Linked DNA regions of Canis lupus: region 2 is linked to region 1. Evidence: chromatin contacts called from public Hi-C data. All regions are on one chromosome and are shown on one strand. Each heading gives the region's core, a stretch centred on a gene start, on an enhancer-like site or on the middle of the called end of the contact. The rest is flanking DNA. Distances are from core to core; before and after follow the strand shown.

Evidence for each region. Hi-C and Micro-C count contacts between places; a contact is called where the count stands out from the background.
Region 2: a Hi-C map of skin fibroblasts shows a contact between it and region 1, with 3 times the contacts expected there. The contact joins two enhancer-like sites. A contact is called at or near these places in 6 of 9 Hi-C or Micro-C datasets (amygdala, blood and skin fibroblasts).

Annotation. Positions count from the first base shown.
Region 1 is chr24:16,463,870-16,466,569 of UU_Cfam_GSD_1.0, forward strand. All of the region lies in intron 2 of SHLD1 (shieldin complex subunit 1), which reads right to left. The region is part of intron 1 of LOC119865581 (cytochrome c oxidase subunit 7B, mitochondrial-like); the gene reads left to right. Among named protein-coding and RNA genes, the nearest start is that of SHLD1, 21 kb to the right of the region's middle. Within about 2 kb of position 1,447, at least 2 of the 20 cell types and tissues checked have an H3K27ac peak or open chromatin away from gene starts, as enhancers often do.
Region 2 is chr24:16,675,912-16,678,611 of UU_Cfam_GSD_1.0, forward strand. No RefSeq gene overlaps it. Among named protein-coding and RNA genes, the nearest start is that of GPCPD1, 79 kb to the left of the region's middle. Within about 2 kb of position 1,305, at least 2 of the 20 cell types and tissues checked have an H3K27ac peak or open chromatin away from gene starts, as enhancers often do.

The sequences.
Region 1 (2,700 bases), core at 197-2,696:
TCAGGGTCATGAGTTCAGGCCCCACATTGGGTGTAAAGATTATTAAAAAAAAAAAAAAAAGCTAAATAAACTTTTAAAAAAAATAAAGAAAAGAAAAAAGGGCCAGGATTTTTTTTGATGCCCAACAGATTATTAAAAAAAAAAAAGATTTATTTATCTGAGAGAGCAAGAAAGAAAGCACAAGCAAGGGGATGGGGCAGAGGGAGGGGCAGAGGGAGAGGCAGGCTCCTCCTGAGCAAGGAGCCCCTATGGGGCCTTGATCCCACCCCTGGGATCATGACCTGAGCTGCAGGCAGACACTTCACCGACTGAGCCACCGAGGTGCCCCTCTACAGTTGGGTTTTGACAGTTTTTTATATACTGGAGACACTAGTCCTTTGTTAGACAGCAGATATGCAAATATTTTCTCCTGGTCTGTACCTTGCCCTTTCAACCTCTTAATGTGGGCTTGCAGAGAGTGAGAAAGTTTTTAATTTTGAGGAGGTCCAATTTATCAAATTTTTGGCTACTGTAGATTTTATTTCAATCATTTCCATTTGCTTTTTTTATAACTTGGATTTCCTCACTGAAATTTTCTATTTTTTCATTTGTTTCAACAGAACTTGTAATTGATTGTTGAAGAGCTTTTATGGTGATTGCTTTTAAATTCTTAGCAGTTAATTCCAATGCCTACTTTGTCTCAGTGACTTGACTCATTCAACTCGTGACTTTTGGCTCTTGGTCAGACGAGTGATCTTGGTCCTATTTAAACCCTTTAGGATCCCTGGGTGGCGCAGCGGTTTAGCGCCTGCCTTTGGCCCAGGGCGCGATCCTGGAGACCCGGAATCGAATCCCACATCGGGCTCCCGGTGCATGGAGCCTGCTTCTCCCTCTGCCTGTGTCTCTGCCTCTCTCTCTCTCTCTGTGTGACTATCATAAATAAATTTTAAAAATTAAAAAAAAAAAAGTTAAAAAAAAAAAAAACCCTTTATTTTAGCACAGAGCCATCCTGTTTAGGTTTAGCACACAGGCCATGGGCTGCTTTTATGGGTTGTGGTTCTAAGGACAGTTTAATTTTCAGAGCCTTTGCTGTTTCCTTGGTCTCCTTGATTTATTGGGTACAGTTAAGGCTCCCACAGGCCCCCGCTAGTGCTGCCCGAGGGACCAGCCCAGCCTGTGGGTGTCTCTTGGGGGTGGCTGATCTCAGGCCCCCTTTTCCAGTGCCACTAGCTGCTGCCCAGCTGGCCCAGTGAATGTAAGAGGACAGGGAGCAAGGGGAGTCTCAGGTCCACAGAGACAAAGGGGCTTCTCCAGCCAGGTCACTTATTGTGTTAACAGAATCCCGCTGCTCACGCCCCGGCCACCTGGGCCTGTCTTAGCAGAGGTCTGAGAGGAGAGGGCTTCCTCTGGCCACTTACTCTTACAGATTTTCTACAGATTCCCTCTTGTTGGTTGCTGGGCTCTCCTGGTGATGTAGGATGACCAACCGGTCAGTCCTGGGGAGAAATGAGCCTACCTGGGCCCCTTCTAGCTGCTGGGTTGCAGGCTGAAATGCACCTCCTTCTGCTGGGTGGGAGGACAGAAGACATCCTGCCTCTGCTGCTCCTTCTTTGGTCCTAGAGCCCAAAAAGCAATTCATCTTCTTACCATTGCTCAATATTCTTCGACTGCCTCTCACGTTTCCATGGTTTATAGTTGTATTTAGTAGGAAGTAATGGCTAGGCCATCATGTCAGATTAGAAATCCCAATAGATTTTTAAAATCTCATTACCCTTTCATGCTGCTATAACTTCATCAAATAGGGCAAATTTAAATCCTTTGGTCTTATCTTTGCAGAAAAGCACAACTTTTTCTTGCCAAATGCAAAAGAAAAATCAGATATCATTTTCTACCTTTGTTTTCTAGCCTCCTATCAATCAAGCAAGATAAATGAAAACGTGTCCACAAATTACACAACACATGTACGGTCACTAGACTTAACATTGGTAGCCTTAAGACAAGTTAGCTTCTCAGATTCTGAGAAAATAATCTCTAATAATTTGGAAGCTTTATCTTTAGTAGGCACAAAAACTGCAAAGAATGAATTATAAAAAGGCTTAAATTCTTGTTCTTGGTAAGGTTCAGGAATCTGTAAAAAGTTGTCACTAGAGGGCAGCAGACTCAAACACTGCCCCAAAGCAAGCAATTGCCGGGCACCATCTCCAGATTGTAGACTGAGAACAGCTGCTTAGGTTTTTACTGGCTAAAAACATGGAATATTATTTTAACCCATTCTTCCTCAAACTTGACTTCTAAAATGGCACTGGCTCATGGGTAACTTCCTCATTCTTTTACTTATACTGTGCCCAATATTCCCAGCATTTTCAATATTCCCCATATTTTCCAAGAGTTCTTAATAGAAGAAAATTCTGGATCTATCAACTGAATATATTGTAAAGAAATGGAGCTAAATCTCTTGGCTTGTTTGTCTGTTTTTAGAATTTATTTAAATTTTCCACTCAAGTGCATTATTTTGTGAGCAGGAACAAAGTCACAATGCTATAGGATGTAATAAGAATAGTTTTCTTGGGGTGCCTGGAAGAGTGTGTGGCTCTTGATCTTGAGGTCATGAGTTCAAGTCCTATGTTGGGTGTACAAATTACTTAAGTAAATAAACTTAAAAAAAAAGAAAACAGTTTAAAACGCAGTCTTTAGAGGGTGCTTTGCAAGGGAACTTGGCAT
Region 2 (2,700 bases), core at 55-2,554, 210 kb after region 1:
TCAGTACATGCTGTTGGTTATTTATTTATTTATTTATTCATTCCACCATGCCTTCTGGAACACTTGGGCAGGTGTCAGCTAAGTGCCCTGTGTCTTCTACCTCTTTTCTAGCTGTCCCTTCATCATCATTCTTTAATCCAGCACTGCCCAATGAAATATAATGTGAGCCACAGGTGTAATTCTAAATTTTCTAGTAGTCACATTAAAATAAGTAGAAAAAAAGCAGGTAAAACTAATATAACATTATATGTCAATTATACTGCAATAATAAAAAAGCAGATAAAATTAATTTAATAATATATTTTATTAGGATGCCCGGGTGGCTCAGTGGTTGAGTGTCTGCCTGTGGCTCAGTCGTGATCCCAGAGTCCCAGGATCGAGTCCCACATCAGGCTCCCTGCATGGAGCCTGCTTCTCTCTCTGCCTGTGTCTCTGCCTCTCTCTCTCTGTCTCTCATAATAAATAAATAAAATATTTTTTAAAAATGTATTTCATCAAACACAATAGATCTAAAATGCAAAAATATATTTTATGTAGTCCAATATATTTCAACAAGAAAAAAGTATAGAAATATTAATGAGATATTTTATATCTTTTTTTCATACTGTCTGAAATCTGATGTGTATTTTACACTTAGGGTATATTTAAATTTGGTTTTTTGATGGTTAAAGTGAAATTTAGTCCTGCCAGAACATTAAAGCTGTGTTTAACAGAAAAAATATTTATAGTGCTTCAATTTTAACTTAATTGGAATTCAATTAAATATTCAGTTGCTCATTTCAAAGTGCTCTGTAGCCATGTGTGGCTGGCATCTGCTATATTAGACTGTGCAGATCTGAGTGAAACCTCATTTTCCCTGCTGCCCTCTCAAGCTTTGGGTCTTTTCTAGACTTTTCGTGTATCTATGGGCCTGAAGGTGGATGAGTATCTTCCTCAACACTCACTGTCCTGGGACATCCTCCCTCGTTTTTACCACAAAGCCTGGGTAGATGCCTCTCTTCCTTGAAGACTTCCCTTCCTGGCTCACTGTCACTTTCTAGAACACTCTCCAGTCATGAGCCTTGGAAATATCAACATCTTTAAATAATATTTCCAACATAAGGGCTTTCAGTTCTCCACCAATGATCTTGTCTGCTCAGCCATTCATTCCCACGGTCATACCCTAGACCTGTTCTGCCCACTGTTGACACCCCTTCAGAACAGAACATGCATCCCTCACTCCTATCACTGTTCCACCTCCTTGTGTGTCCTCCTCCCAACAAGACCACCAGTGCATTGATTCATCCTTAACTACAGCATGCCTCCTGCCTTGTCCAGCTTTAGACAGTCAGTTGTTGAACTCCCTTCCTCACCTGTGCCCCCAGGCCCCACCCTGTCCTGCTTCATCACACCCCTCTGATTACATCCACCTCACTTCCAAGTCTGCATCTTGACCCACACAACTGAACATGCTGGAGAAGGGCAAGCAGCACTTCTACCCAGCTTCCACCACATTCAGCCACTAGCCAGCCTCAGTGGGTCTGCAGGGCTAGGCCCGATATCTAACAGTTCTTCATGCATTTAATCCCTGATTCTCTTAGATGATATTTCACTCTCCTTAGCAAGGTGCAAAAGACTTCCACTTAAATAAATTCATTTTTTTCCCAGATAGATCACTTAGGAAAGTTACACGATACCACATTCTCCTGATTGGAGAAAGAGTTAATGCCCAACCTACAGGGTTAATATGAAGGCTTTATATAGCTTATATAAGCCACATATACCAAGAGTGTGCTATATCAGAAATCAGAGACATTATTTCTAGTGGAAACCCATATGCCAAATACGTTCTGATAGGATTTGGCATTTTCTTTTTTTTTTGTTAATTGTGACATATGACATGTGTGAGTTTTAGGTGTACAATGTGTTGATGTGATACACTTAAATATCCCCAAATGATTACCAGCATAGTGTTAGCTATTACTTCCATCATGTCACATAATTATATTTCTTTTTTTAAAAAGAGATTTAAAAAAAAAGAGAGATTTTTATTCATTTATTCATGAGACACACACACAGAGAAAGACAGAGACCCAGGCAGAAGGAGAAGCAGGCTCCATGCAGGGAGCCGGACGCAGAACTCAATCCCGGGTCTCCAGGATCACGCCCTGGGCCAAAGGCAGGCGCCAAACCCCTGAGCCACCCAGGCTACCCTATATTTCTTTTTTGTGTGAGAACATTTAAGATCTAATCTCTTAGCAACATTCAAGTACATAACATAATACCGTTAACTATACACACACAATGCTATGCATTACATGGGTTTGGCATTTTCAATAATAATAATAATAAGACACGGACTTCTGATTTCCTATTTCTTTATCCTGAACTGAATTTTGTTTCCTTCCCCCAAATGTGCTTGGTGCCTGAGTGCCTGAGTCAGGTGGGTGAGTATGAACTGCCAGGCTTGGAGTGGCCATGGGGAGGCAGGATTCCCCATGGATGTTCTCTGTGCAGGTGAGGTAAAAGTGCATCAAACAGACTTCACCTGTCTCCCTCCTACCTGCCTGCCTACCTGTCTTTTCATCCATTCACCATCCAGTTACTTAAGTACAACGTGTTGTCGAGTATTTTGATCTCATCCAATCATGGTCATAAATAGGAATTGAAAAAGGCCAACTTTCCAAAGTTTAAAAGAAGGATGTAACCATTCACACCCAG